Regions from separate parts of the Oryctolagus cuniculus genome. Here region 2 is linked to region 1. Evidence: chromatin contacts called from public Micro-C data. All regions are on one chromosome and are shown on one strand. The core of a region is the stretch at or near the end of the contact, and the rest is flanking DNA. Distances in the headings are between cores, read along the strand shown.

The links. Hi-C and Micro-C count contacts between places; a contact is called where the count stands out from the background.
Region 2: a contact with region 1 is called in a Micro-C map of ear pinna, with 2.1 times the contacts expected there. The contact joins the enhancer-like site here to the promoter of TMOD3 in region 1. A contact is called at or near these places in 2 of 6 Hi-C or Micro-C datasets (ear pinna and psoas muscle).

Annotation. Positions count from the first base shown.
Region 1 is chr12:74,527,711-74,535,336 of mOryCun1.1, forward strand. TMOD3 (tropomodulin 3) reads left to right here and starts at 3,188. Exons shown (of 11, transcript XM_008268998.4): 1 at 3,188-3,449. LOC108178256 (a long non-coding RNA gene) reads right to left here and starts at 3,178. Exons shown (of 3, transcript XR_001794987.3): 1 at 3,039-3,178; 2 at 1,759-2,179.
Region 2 is chr12:74,569,572-74,577,197 of mOryCun1.1, forward strand. All of the region lies in intron 4 of TMOD3 (tropomodulin 3), which reads left to right. Among named protein-coding and RNA genes, the nearest start is that of TMOD3, 42 kb to the left of the region's middle. Within about 2 kb of position 2,905, at least 2 of the 8 cell types and tissues checked have an H3K27ac peak or open chromatin away from gene starts, as enhancers often do. A contact at or near this core is called in ear pinna, where this site is marked.

The sequences.
Region 1 (7,626 bases), core at 1,938-4,437:
ATTTTGATAACAAGAACATTGCCACTGGTATTAATTTGCGTATGATGATTCATTGTGACACGTGCTTTATGAGTTACTCTGGCTGGAAATGCAAAGATAACACTAATCAGGGCTTGTCATACATTGTTGAGTTGGAGTATGTTTTATCAATCACTTTCACTCTAGGCAAGCCCTGAAAACTAACAAGGACCACACTCTGTCCTTTATTTAGATGTTTTACGTAAAAGTCTCAGATTTGTTCCCTTTAGCATATTGAACTGCAACTGTTTGCCATTACTTGATGTGGGATTAAAGTAGAAGATGGCAGAGGTACCAGGGCACCTGCATTTTGGAGCGTTCCATAGCAGTCAACCTTTACTAGGTAAGCCTTTGACAAAACAAACAGTCTGTTCACTTTGTGCCTACATTGCATTATGTCATCATGTCAGCTCCTGTGTTTGGCTGCGGCTCTGACCATGTGATTTCTCCCAGCACCCAGGCAGAGGGACCAGCCTCTGTTTGGAACACTTTTTCTCTTGGTGGGAGGAAGAGTACATGGTGACATTTTTTTTTCTTTTAAAGATTTATTTATTTGAAAGGCGGAGTTACAGAGAGAGATAGAGACAGAGAGAGGTCTTCCATCCGCTGGTTCACTCCCTAGATGGCCAGAATAGCCAGAGCTGAGCCAATCTGAAGCCAGGAGCCAAGAGCTTCTTCCGGATGTCCCACATGGGTGTAGGGGCCCAAGCACTTGGGCCATCCTGCTGCTTTCCTAGGTACATTAGCAGGGAGTTGGATTGGAAGTGGAGCAGCCAGGACTCGAACCAGTGTCCATATGTGATACCAGTGCTGCAGGCCATGGCTTTAACCTGTTGCAGCACAGTACTGGCTCCTTTTTCTTTTTTCTTTCTTTCTTCCTTTTTTTTTTTTTTTTTTAACAGATAAGACTAGGATGATATTCTGAATGCCTCTCACCCCTTAGGTGGAATTTAATGTACACTGTTTTAGGAGATCATGTTTGAAAACATTGTGACTATAATAGGATGACATTTGTCTAAAGAAAGGTAGAAAATCCATCATTAAATTGCTTTATTTTAGAAAAAAGGAACTAAAATAAGATGCTTACACTTGTTAAAAATTAATAGCTAAAGGGCTGGCGCCACGGCTCTCTAGGCTAATCCTCCGCCTGCGGCACCGGCACACCAGGTTCTAGTCCTGGTTGGGGTGCCGGATTCTGTCCCGGTTGCTCCTCTTCCTGTCCAGCTCTCTGCTGTGCCCCGGGAGTGCAGTGGAGGATGGCCCAAGTGCTTGGGCCCTGCACCCGCATGGGAGACCAGGAGGAAGCACCTGGCTCCTGGCTTCGGATCAGCGCGGTACGCTGGCCACAGCGGCCATTGGAGGGTGAACCAACAGAAAAGGAAGACCTTTCTCTCTGTCTCTCTCACTGTCCACTCTGCCTGTCAAAAAAAAAAAAATTAATAGCTAAAATAGATGCCTACCATTGTGTATTGGAAAATCAGGGTGGGGGGTGTCATAGATTAATATCAGTCAGACACTGACTTAAAAGCAAAGTAAAAGAAGCCATGTCACAAAGGAACATCCTTGCAATAAACTGCACCAGGATGGCCATGGACCTTTGCCTGACTTAAGGGGACCCACTTTGTCAGTGTCCCCAGGAGTGATGTCACAGAGGTACAGTACGGATTTGCAAGAAACTTGCTGGTAAAGCAGAATAAGTTAGATACAAACTTACAGTAAAATATGGAACTGTCAACTCACCCATTCAGAGTATCCTCTCTGCCAGGTGTGTTAGGTTTTTTCATGTTCCTGGGACATGTCACAGATGGTCTTACTTTAAAGAATTTGATAGGATTTAGGAGACACATTCGTCTCATCAGGAATAGAAAACGCTGGAATTCAAGTCAAGATGCCTGGCCTTCATTTCTGAATCTCCATTTACAAGCTGTAGGACTTTGTGCCAATTACTCAAGTTTTCCAAGTCTTAGTTTCTTCAGACACCCATTTATTCTTTTTAAGGTTGGTTTGAGGATTGGATGAGATAGCAAATGAAGTGCTGGCACGATGCTTGGTATGTATGAAGTATTCAATAAATAGTCACCGAACATCAGTTCTGTAGAAAATGGCTCTCAGAAAGCCATTATCTCCAGGAATATTTGAGACACTGATGCACTCTAAGATGCTATAGGAAACAAAATGCAATGGTCATAGAATTAACATTGTCTTTAAAGAGCACACAAGTATTTATATTTTTAAAAGGATTTTTTTTCCTTAAAAACCCAAATCACCAATGATCTTCATTGCTGGAATTAGTGGGTAAAAATTGCGTGAAATTCCAGGGTGTTTACTCTACCAAGGGTGCTCCCTGCTCGGAGGGGAAGAGGTACATGCCAGGAGAGGTTTAACTGCTGGGCGGCTCCCTTGCTGGGTGTAGCTGGAATGTACCTCAGGCAGGCACTGCATTCTGCTTGCTTGCTGCATTTTTGGAAGGTGCACCAAAGCTGAGCACTGCTGCTAGGGATGGTCTACTCCTGACCAGGAAGATTCCCAGCGAGGAGTTTAGATGAAGGAATGGAAGGATGGCGCTGTTCCCTCCCAGAGCCTGCGCAAAGGAAGCCACTGCTTGGGCTACCGGGCAGGTGTCCCTGAGGGGTTCCCATTCCTTTTGTCTCTCTCCACCCCATCCCCGCGCCCCCCCCTGCTCCTGCCGCGCCCCCACCCCAAGACCAGCCGGTCCCCCTGAACAACCACTTCTATTTTCTCCTTCCCACCCACATCAGACCAGTTCCACTGTAGGTGCTGAGCTGGAAGTTGGGATGGGAGGGTAGGACGGGGCAGAAACAGGCAGAGGAGACAGGGACATCCCCATCCCTTAAGTTATGACCCTCTTGGATCTTTGGCCTTAGATTTTTATGTGTTTGCCTTTCTCTGTCTTTCGTGGCAAGTTTAAAGGGCTGATGTCATATCCTCGTATTAGTAAGCAAGGGGCCAATACAAACCCTGCCCTGCGTGCCTCTTTACAAAAGGTCAAAGTTCTATACCAAGGAGCTTCTGGACGCCGTTTCTTGCTTCCAGAGCGTCGAGGGTAGGTGTTTCCACCAGCGGAGAGCCGTGATCTCAGGCAGAGCAGAGGCTAGCCAACTGCAGCCTCTTCCGACGTCCTGCCATTGTCAAAGAGCCGGGTTGGCGGGCCGCCGCGCCTGCCTCTCTCGAACTACAATTCCCAGGCTGCCGCGCGCCATTGTCTCACGCATGCGCGGCGCGGCGGCGGAGGGGGAGTCAGCGGCACCGACAGTGCGGTCGTAGTGGGGGAGCCGCTGGCGGCTGGATCCGGCAACTCCCTGGGAGGCGGACGCAGGCGGACCGGCCGTTGCTGGGAACCGAGCGGCGGCTGGCTGCCGGCAGTTCCCGCGGGTCCGTGAAGGAGGTCGGTGGCCGCAGCGGCGCGTCAGGTAAGCTCAGCACGGTGCTTTCCAGGAAGTCCGTCTGAAGGCGCGGCCAGGGAGTCACACCGGCCATGGTGGCTGAAGACAGAGAGGGTGCAGCCTCCCAGCCGTCCGGCTGCGGTCAGCTTTCCTACTGGCCCCTCTCCCGGAGCAGGGGGCCGCTTCGGGCGAACCAGCCCGGGTTGGGGCCGAGGGGGCGCGCCGGGCGTTGCCTGCAGATCGAGGCGCGCGAACCCAGACGAGGATGAATCACTCGGGGCCCAGCCTCCCCGGGTTCGGGACCGGCCCTGCCCTGCCCTGCCCTGCGCTGGCCGGGAAGCTCCTTGCGCCCTACCGTGCCCCACTCGCCCCTTCCCGCCGGCCCAGGCGTTTCTCGAGGGACAATCGTCTTAAAAGGGTTTCTCCCCAAGACTCCTTCAAAGGCTGCGGTTGGTTGAAAGTTGGAAGGAGGGAGAAAGCAAAAAGCCTGGGGCACACCCTTTTCGTGATTGAAATCTGGCTCGTCTTGCGTTCTCGGTTTTGAGCTCTGTCCTCTGTCTTAGAATAAATTCCTGGCTCCCTTGCAGCACAGCTGGATCCGGCTGCGAAGTTTGTGTGTGGATGTGTTTTGAGGACGTGACTGGGTTGTTACATTTTTTTGCTTACAGAGGTTGCTGCATTTGCTCCGCAAGCCAGCATTCTGATTACAAACAGAAATGGGAAACAGCCGCAAGTTCTTTGCTTCGTTCTTCTTCTTTTTTTTAATGTTTAGTTAAGAATCGCATTTCCAACTTGCCCTTGGCTTCTCTTAAAACCAAAAGTCATCTGGTAATGAATACTGCAGTAAAACTTACCCCAGGAGGTCATACTTCAACAGGAAATAAGCCCGTGGAGATTTCGGTTAGTTCTGTGCCGGCTCCCTCCGTTTGTAACATTGTCATGCAGCTCGTGTTTCTTTTTGCTGAGAACCATTCAGATTAATTTTTCGGCAGATTAAATTGATGAATTAATTGGCCTTTCAAACATTTATTAGGCTTACGAAAACAGCTTAGCCCAGGCTCATTGACTCTTGCAAGTTTCTTCTGGTCCCAAGTACTTTTTCTCCCTAGCGCTTCTTTGAAACCTCGAATCTCCTTTAACACATTCCTGCCAAAGGGACAAAAAGGGAAGCTGTGAGCTCCAGGGTACTGTAGCTCTTTAAGCTTTGTCGCTGTTGCACCTCTCAGTATTTCTAGTTTGTTCATCTTTAAAATGAGGTAGTTGGGCCAGATAACCCCAAGATTGATTACAGTCCATAGTATCTTTGATTTTTAAAAATTTATTCATTTGATTCATTCAGGAAATATTGGCCACCTAGGTCATTCCAAGCCTGTTCTAGGCAAGAAGGAACAAATATGAATTCTCGTGGTTCTTACTGACATACTGCTCAATTGTCTCTAATCACATTTTTATGACTAATTTCTGTGTTCTGTGGTTAGCCCAGCAGGCCAAATTACTCTGTAATTAATAATTTCACCTGAAGTTAAAAACATACAGGTCAAATCCCATTACAATTACAGGTAATGGTTTCACTCTAATCAAAGGTTTTTCAAGCCTCGACTACTGACCCCTTTAAATAAAACGCAGCTCATCCTGCCGAAAGGACGCGACTGTTGCTGTGACGCCTTTTGAACTCAGCGTGTATAAATCACTCAGGGCCTTGTAGTGTTGAAGTGGGACCCTAAAGCTGATCCCTGGGGGGGGGGTGCTGCCAGGGAGCACACTTCCAGGAGTGGGGAGATAATTCTGAAGATAATTTAGGCACAAGCGAGTGGTGCAGCGGGCTTAGCTGCTTCTTGGGCCGCCCACATTCTGTGTTGAAGTTCAGATTAGAGTCCCGGCTACTCTGCACTTGTGATCCATCTTCCTGCTCACGCGCCTGGGAGGCAGCAGATGATGGCGCAGGTACTTGGGTTCTTGCCACACCTGTGGGGGACTGGGATGGAATTTCTGGCTTTGACACAGCCTTACCCAGATGTTGTGGGCATTTGGGGAGAGTGAACCGTGGATCGAAGATCTCTCTCTCCCTCCCTATGTCTGTCGCTCTGCCTTTCAAATAAATAAATTTTTTTGCAAGACATCTTAAGGTGTTTATAAGGATTATTTAAAGGCCAGTGCTGATAACTGTCTTACTCAACTTTTGAAAATGATCCTAGGCTGGCGCCGCAGCTTACTAGGCTAATCCTCCGCCTGCGGGACCGGCACCCCAGGTTCTAGTCCCGGTCAGGGCGCCAAATTCTGTCCCGGTTGCTCCTCTTCCAGTCCAGCTCTCTGCTGTGGCCCGGGAAGGCAGTGGAGAATGGCCCAGGTGCTTGGGCCCTGCACCCGCATGGGAAACTGGGAGGAAGCACCTGGCTCCTGGCTTCCGATCGGCGCAGCTCCATTTGGGGGGTGAACCAACAGAAAAGGAAGACCTTTCTCTTTGTCTCTTTCTCTCTAATTTTGCCTGTCCAAAAAAAAAAAAAAAAAAAGAAAATGATCCTATTTACTTTAACAAAGACAGTTGCCTTCACAACTTGTTTTTCCTCTTTTTTCTCCTTTGTTTCTCATTGTTGTATCCTCTCAGCTGTTTTCCCCCTGTCCTCTTCTGTCCCAGTTGTTTGCAGTCAGAGTGATTCAAGTATATATTTTACCCCATCCATTACAAGGCACTGTCTTATGTCTTAGGTGATCCTGTCTGGGAGCTTACTCTGAGATTAGGCATATGTATTTGCTTCTCATTCAGAGCACTTGGAGGAGCCATTTGTAGGGAATAAAAACATGTAGATGTTTAGAAGGAGAGATCCTTCTCAGTTGTAGGGGTGGGAAACAAATGAAGTCAGTCTATTTTCCATTCAGTGTTCATCTGTGTTCTCCGTGGTTGACCTCTATGCTGCTGGAGTGCGTGTGACACATTTACATAGTGTACAGTAAATTTTGTAAACTTACTCTGTTTGGAACCTGAGAAGAGCTGGGTACATGAAAATCAGTTAGATCTGGACAATATCACAGGGAGGACAGGAGGCAGCGGCAATGAGAATATACCTGGCTAGAGACCAGCGTAGGGAGGGTGAGAGAAGACAGGAGGGAAAAATAGGTTTAGTAGGTTTTCCATGTCAGTCTTAGGGACACTGCTATTGCTGTTGAGGCTGTGTTACCATTATCTTCTATGAATCAAATTAATGGGCAAGCTACTCTTAGGCTTTTTAATTGCTGTTAAATTTTAAACATGCTTGGGCTCTCTTGATTAGGATGGGTGGGGAGGGCATTGTTCTCTTGGCTGTAATAATAGTCACAGCACTGTCATCCTCCCGCCATCCACCTTCCTTGCTGATGCTTGACCTAGGTGCTTTCTCAGTTCTGTCAGATTCTTTATCATCGCAAATATAAAATCATACTGAGAGGGACATACAGGAAACAGTTGGGGCCGGTGTTGTTGCACAGTGAGTTAAGCCACTGCTTGCGACACCTCAAGTTCTGAGTCCCAGCTCCAGTTCTTTTTTTTTTTTTTTTTTCTTTTCTCCAGAGTATTAAGGTTTTATTGGGGATAGGGCATCCATCAGAACGGTAGGGGCAGAGAGTGCCCAGTCACTTGGACCGGGGGAAAGCAAGGGTACAGGGTTGTATGGAGAGAATGCACCTGGGCAGGCCAGGCGGGCGGCTCAGCAGGGAGCAGAAAGCTGATCAAGCGTTTATAAAAAAAAAAAAGGGGTTTAGCTTTTTCCTTCCCCTCTTCCTCCTGTAGGACCAAAGGATCTGTAGAGAGTAAATTAGCAAATTCCTCCCCAGGTTTGGAGATCCCAGGTGCTGGGCAAAGGACCAGCTCCAGCTTTGATCCAGCTCCCTGCTGATGTGCCTGGGAAAGCAGAAGATGGCCAGAGTACTTGGGCCCCTGCAGATGAGGTTGGAGTTCCAGGCTTCTGACTTTGGCCACTCTGCCTTTCCAATAAATAAAATCTTCAAAGAAAAAAGAAAATTCAGCTAGATCTATAACAGTCTATTGGGTGCTTATTAAAGTTACAAATAATTGATTTGCTATTTATGTAAAATTGTAAATAAATGAACATGCATTCTTAGATCTGTTTCTGTCTAGTCCATCAGGTTATTTATACTAATTCAAGAATAGAGGCCTGAATAACCTGAAGTGATAAATAATTAAAAATGCATGTGTAGTATTCTAGAATTG
Region 2 (7,626 bases), core at 1,655-4,154, 42 kb after region 1:
GCTATCATCTGGTCTCCCTGGGTATGAATTAGCAGAAAGCTGGATTGGAAGTGGAATAGATGGAAATTAAACCCAGGTACTGCAGTAGAGAATATGAGTGTCTTATTTAAGTTTTAGGTGGATAAGAAATAAATGGAGTAGTTATAAAAGAAATAATTTTTCATTCATGGACAGTAGTTTTTCATTTTATAACACATTCAGTATTTTTACTACATGCATTTTAGCTATGTTTACCTGCTAAGTACTGTTTCTGGGTAGTATGATGTTTAAGACCATGCCATGGGGCACATGCTGTGGCGTAGCGGGTAAAGCTGCTGCCTGCAGTGCTAGCATCCCATATGGGCACTGGTTTGAGTCCTGGCTGCTCCACTTCCCATCCAGCGCTCTGCTATGGCCTGGGAAAGCAGTAGAGGATGGCTCAAGTCCTTGGGCCCATGCACCCACTTGGGAGACCTGGAAGAAGCTCCTGGCTCCTAGATTCGGATCAGCGAAGCTCCAGCCATTTCCACCATTGGGGAGTGATGGAAGATCTCTCTCTTTCTCTCTCTCTGCCTCTGCCTCTCTGTAATTCTACCTTTGAAATAAATAAATAAGATATTTTTAAAAAAGACCATGCCATTTTTATTTCCTATAGAAAATGCACAAGTGGTAAGTACATGACAAACTATGAAGTGAACATAGTTTTGTAATCAGCTCTCCAGTCAAAACATCTGCATCTCTAGAACACCTCAATTCACGCCAATTCCTTTTTCCTTTCCTTTTTCAAAGATAACCACCAACATAGTTTCTAATATAGTAGATGAATTATGCCTGCCTTGAACGTTATATAATAATGAAATCATATGGTTTGGGCATTTGCTTTGCTGTCATGTGAGGACCAGACTTGTTAATAGGTACAATGAAATCACTGTGAAGGGTCAGATGAGTGATTATTACCAAACAAGAGATGGCCATTCTGGCATGGAGGACCAGCCCAGAACCACAGACATGAGTTTCAGCAATCCATCTGATGAAAGCAAATGCTACCAAACCGGACAGAGTCAACTTTATAAGCCATATCACAATGCCATAGACCTGAAGAGGAACAAATTCCTCTTGAGAAATTGAGGAACTTGGCTATAGAGAGCTCTGCTTTGAAATAAAGTAAAAAAGCAGCTGCAGTATTCTCAAATCCACCCTAGACTCTCGTCCTTAAATCAGTTTTGTTATCCTTGGTCTCTAATATGCATTGCTTTCTTACATCTTATCTCCAGTATCCTGATCACGTAGGAGATCCTTGGATTAATCCAGCTACATCTTATTGGCATTCTTGTTCCTTGTATGCCTCTTCATGATAAATGTGAAACCTTTCCTTTACTTCAAAAATCTGAAAGCTTATTTTCATAAGATGCCTTGCCCATGACTCTTTGTCCTGATCACCTGGATTGTTTCCCACATTTTTACTTAATAGCTTATTTTGGAGAAAACAGACTTTCAGATTGAGAATATTTGTCCATATAGTAGAGGTCCTCCTAGTTTTTCATAAAACAGTTCGCAAATCTACCTTGGTAGATAAACAGAAACATTTAACTTTTTTGATGTATTGGGCAATTTAGAATTAATGATATGTGTATTGATCTCTAAACTAAATGATTTTCATACAAGATTACTGGCCCTAGAATTCAGTACTTGATGGCAGTTTGAGTTTTCTGAACCAGAGAATGTTACAGTAATATCACCAAGTTCCTTGAACTCCTTCCAGATTATATGCCAAAATCACATTGTAATTTTTTAAAAATTTTTATTTAAAAATTATTTTATTTTATTTGAAAGGCAGTTAGAGATCTTCCACCCAGGAGCCCAGAACTCCATCTCCCATAAAACTGAAAATTGGACATTTTGGGATTTTTTTCTTTTGGGCAAAAACAAAAACAATATATTCATGTCAGTTTTTCTTTAGATTGTCTCAGAAATGATTTTAAAAAACTGATAGGCCAAGGACACTTAGAAGTTATTATGTATAGGATCCTGCAATAGGCAAGGCTGGGCTAGGCCAAAGCCAGGAACCTGGAATTCAACCCAGGTCTTCCAGTTGGGTAGCAGGATCCAAAGTACTTGAGCTGTCAGCTGTCTGCTGCCTCCTAGGGTACATTTGCAGGAAGCTGGATTGTCAGCAGAGCATCTGGAACTTGAACCTGCACTCCAACAAGGGATGTAGGCATTGCAAATGGTGTCTTTACTACAAAAATGTTAAATTCATCTTAATTACATAAGCTCATGGTAGGAGTGGCATCATACTATCAAGTGATCTTATGGATCAAGATCCATAAGATGTCTTACGAGTCTACTGTTTTTAAAATTTGAGAAACTAATAAAAGTAAAACAATACAATTTCAATATATAGTATGATCCTCTTACTTGAAGATATAATGTTAAAGTGTTGGAAAAGTGCAGCTTTTTACCTGTTTCTCTTTGAAATTTTGCGAAATGTATGACTGAGACGTAGACCAGACAAGGGTGAAGGAGAATATTCATCAGATCTTTCTTGGTCCTGAGAACAGTAAAAATGCACATGGTGCTGACTGTGTAGCTGATTATAATCCTGTTTTTACATGTCATGAGCATTCTGTATCAGAGATAAGGCATCATTTTGCCATGAGTTTGTCACTGGGACAAATGTTTGCCCAGCCTTTAATATTTCTTAGTACCTCTTGATTTGTTTTGCTTCACTTTGCTTGTCTGGAACTCCTCCACACTGTTCCTCCCCATCATACTTCATCTTCACCTAGACTAAGATTTTTTTTCCAGTGCCTCTTATTTCACAGATAGACCAGGCATGGCTGCATGTTAGGCAGTGTGTATGCATAGGTGTGCCATCTAACCCATTTGAACTACTGACTCACCCAGGCTGGGCCCCTCCCTTCCTCACAGAGCACTGTTCTCCTTCTTGGATCTTGGAGTAGAGCCATCTAAACTTCTAGACTTTTCTTTGTGCTGTTTTTACCTTCCCCACCCTGAAAATGGAATGTCCCTGGGTTCATTGCCAAGAATCCTGCATGCCCTACCCTTTTTTAAAGGTGAGTTTAACCAGATTGCCTTTAACTGAGAACTTCTCATAGGCTTTCCAATTTACTTTTTTACAATTACCTTCACATTCCAGAAATCTTCTGGTAGTCACTCTTGTTCTAAAAGAGTCTCCCGCACCTTACGTATGAATGCATGATTTCTTCAATGATGCTTTATTAAGCCAGAAAGATCATGATTAGAAACTGCCTAAATCAGTATTACCTAACTGCCAGTAAGCATTTGGTTTCCACTAAATTCTAAATAAAAATTGGCTCTTATATTTTTGGTTATATTTATGAGTCCTGAATGTTCCTTGTATACCTCTGAAAAATGGTTTCCCCAAGCACTGAAGCAGATAATTGAAATGGACTGCTTAAATTAGCCATGCAGATGTTAGCATCTCCTTTTTAGATAGTACGCTATGGCTTTTGAATAATTCACTTTTTAAAAATAAATTTAAAAGATTTATTTATTTATTTGAAAGAGTTGCAGAGAGAGAGGGACAAACAGAGTTCTGGGTTCATTCCCAGATGGCTACAATAACCAGGGCTGGGCCCGGCTAAAACCAGAAGCTTCATCCAGGTCTCCCAGATGAGTGGCAGGGGTCCAAGCACATGGACTGTCTTCCACTGCTTTTCTTAGCTGTTAGCAGGGAGTGGGATTGGAAGTGGAACAGCCAGGACACAAAGCACATCCATGTGGGATGCCGGCCTTGCAGGCAGCAGCTTTGCCTGCTGTGCCACACAGAGGCCCCAGGTAATTCACTCTTTACCCCTTTTGGGTGAGGAGTTACCCAGATGAATACTCTGTCACTTGTGTTAAGACCCTGTTTTATGGGAAACTCCCTGGTTAGCCATACTCACTTTGAATAGTCCTTTCCCTCCAGCATTTCTGTATATGATTTACATACCATAGAGTCCTGCTTTGAATTGTTTCAGAATTGTATGCTGTGAGGCTCTCTTATTAGCGTTTTAAAGGATTATTGTGTCCTCTTGATGAATTATCTTTGTTTTTATGAAATGACCTTTTTTATCCCTGGTAATATTCATTGGTCTAAGATCTACTTTGATATTAAAGCCAATCTTGCTTTCTTTTGATAAATGTTAACATGGTATGTCTTTCCTATTTGTCTCATGTTCTTTGTTCCTTTTTTTCCTCTTTTAAAAAAATCTTTAGGCCGGCACCGCGGCTCACTAGGCTAATCCTCCACCTTGCGGTGCCGGCACACCAGGTTCTAGTCCCGGTCGGGGCGCCAGATTCTGTCCCGGTTGCCCCTCTTCCAGGCCAGCTCTCTGCTGTGGCCAGGGAGTGCAGTGGAGGATGGCCCAAGTGCTTGGGCCCTGCACCCGCATGGGAGACCAGGAGAAGTACCTGGCTCCTGCCATCGGATCAGCGCGGTGCGCTGGCCGCGGCGGCCATTGGAGGGTGAACCAACAGCAAAGGAAGACCTTTCTCTCTGTCTCTCTCTCTCACTGTCCACTCTGCCTGTAAAAAAAAAAAAAAAAAAAATCTTTGAGGGTGGACATTGTGGCAGTGATTTAGGTTGCTGTTTACAATGCCTGGGTTCCGTATCAGAGTGCTGGTTCAACGCTGGCTGCTCCATTTCTGATCCAGCTCCCTGCTGGAGAAGGCAGCAAATGGTGGTCCAAGTGCTTGGGCCCCTGCTGCCTATTCACATGAGAGACCTGGATGTAGTTTCTGTCTGTAGCCTGGCCCAGACTTTATTTTCGGGCATTTGGGAAATGAACCAGCAGATGGAAGATATTTCTCTCTTTCTCTTTCTCTGTATCACTCTGCCTTTCAAAAAGATGAAAATAAATATTAAAAAATAGTCTCTATTTAAATACTTGAACATACAACAATTGTTTTTTTATTTTTTTTGACAGGCAGAGTGGACAGTGAGAGAGAGACAGAGAGAAAGGTCTTCCTTTGCCGTTGGTTCACCCTCCAATGGCCACCGTGGCCGGCGCGCTGCAACCGGCGCACCACGCTGATCCGAAGGCAGGAGCCAAGTGCTTCTCCTGGTCTCCCATGGGGTGCAGGGCCCAAGCACTTGGGCCATCCTCCACTGCACTCCCTGGCCACAGCAGAGAGCTGGCCTGGAAGAGGGGCAACCGGGACAGAATCCGGCGCCCCGACCGGGACTAGAACCTGGTGTGCCGGCGCTGCAAGGCGGAGGATTAGTCTAGTGAGCCGCGGCGCCGGCCCAACAATTGTTTTAATGTCCTTGCCTGCTGGTTTATCATCTGTGTTTAGAGTCAGGTAATTTTTTATTGGGTAGCAGACATTTTGACTTTTGGGTGATGGATATATTGGTATTCCCATAAATATTCCTGAGTTTCATTCTGGGACAACAGTACAGTTCCTTGGAAACAGTTTCTTTCTTTTTTTGAGATTTATATATTTGAAAGGCATAGTGAGAGAGAGCAAGTCAGCCAGCCAGCCATCTTCTGCCCGCTAGTTCACTCTGTAAATGGCTACAATGACCAAGGCTGGGACAGGCCCAGGCCAAGAACCAGGTACTCATCCAGGTCTGCCATGTGAGTCCAAGGGCCCAAATGCTTTCCCAGATGCATTAGCAGAGAGCTAGATCAGAAGTAGAGCAGCTGAGACTTGAACTGGCACCTGTATGAGATGCTGACATCGCAGGCATCAGCCTAACTTGCTGTGCCACATTTGTCCCACCCTGGGAACAGTTTGATCCTTTTAAGATTTATTAGGTGGGTTTGGAGCAGTGTTCAGCTGATGGTTGATTATTTCCCCACTTCTAAGGCAAGATCCTTCTGAATTCCCTACCCAAGTAGGAGCCCTGTGAATTCTGAGATTTTCCGTTTTGGCTGGTGGAACAGTTCTGTTCCCAGCCCTGCATGAACATGGGTGCTGGTACCTCTAATCTTCTGGAATCAGGGTAGGAAACCTTTTTTTCTGACAAAGGCCATTTAGGTTTTTATAGCTTCATTTGCAGACCATACAAAATTATCATCTTAAAAAATGGCCTGCTATAAATTTATTGAATGTTGAGTCCCACCTGTAGTCTCCTCAGAAGGACCAGACTAAATCATTTTGCCAACCTTAACCGCCCGTGGGTCAGATGTTCCTGTTTTGCGGCTCAAGGTAGTTTGCTTGTGTTCATGTATGGATGAGTGCCTTGGTGAATATTCAGGTCAACCCTTTACACAGCTCCTGGGATCCCTCCCTATGCAGCTCGCTCTCGTCCTCTGTCCTACAAACATTCCTACTGCCTTGGTCTTTCTGGACCTCGCTCTATCTCAGCTCAGTGAGTTCACCAGGCTTTGCCTGAGATCTTTCTCCTTGCTGTGTTGCCCAGAAAGTTGCTGTAGGAGGTAAGCTGGACAATCTGGGACTCACTACTTATTCCCCAACCCCACCTCCACCTCCTAGGGATCGCTAACCCTCGTATCCTGGTGCTCAGTGTCTTACATATTTTATGCATTAGGGACTTGTGTCAGGCATATGCCTAAATCTTTTCCCCAGTTACCCATCTTGGTTAGAGTAAGAAGTAAAAAAAGTATCAGATTGTGATACTATAGGTACCCAGTTTCTTCTTTGAGAGTGTTAGCTCTCCAAAGTAAAGGATCTCTTATTTTGCTTTCCTTATGGTGTCTTTCTAGCTCATTTTCTGCTCAGGCTCACTAAACTAAATGTTTGTTGAGTGGAAGTTTATTGGTGACTATATTGCAGTATTGATCAGGTATCATTTGTGTCATTGTTTCAAAGCAGAAATGTCTTTCCAGGATTTGCCCCCTCATCATTCAGTTTGGTTGGTGTAAGGTTTGTATGTTTCCTGTAAAAAGGTAAATTCCAGAGTTACTTAGAGATTATAGTGGTGTGGTTGCCTTAAAATTTTTTCTGGAAAAAGCTTATAAATAAATACTAAAATTAGCTAGGGCCCTTCATTCTGTAGGAATGAAATAACTAAGAGCCATGTGTTTTTTTTTTTTTTTTTTTAACATACTCAGTAAGCATGGGAGCTCTGACTTAGATAACTCCTGACATCTGTTGTAGGTATGACATGGTTCAGAGCAAAAGAGTTGAGGACTAGTAAAGAAACATCCTAGCAATAAAGTGGTGAATGTTGTTGAGCATATTTCTTACTGACTGTATGGCAATAACAAGGATCTCGGCAGGATATTTCCCCCACCCCTTTGGCAAAAGCATTGTTTTGGCTCAGTGCCGTACACTTAAATTACTATTACATGAAGTCTTATCTCGGTTTCTTGTATTTCCTTAGTTGCCATTTTGTACTGGCAGAAGCATTACTGAACCATTTTAACCTTGGCAGCTGAGAGTTGTGGCCCTGTTTTTATTTGTTTTGATTCATTTGAGGGGGCTGTCATTTCATACTTTCTTGACTAAGATTTTTTGTGATATGGTCCTTGGTTATTTTTTTATTTTGCTATAATGGAAAGGATTATAATTTCAACCTAAGCTTTCAGTTTTGGACTTTGCTATGTTAAGTAAGTTAAAGTGATTTTAGATAGAATGTTCTCTGTTGAAGGATAAAAATGAGTTGCTATTTTCTCAAATGTTGCTTCAGAAATACAAGTTTTTAGAGTTACA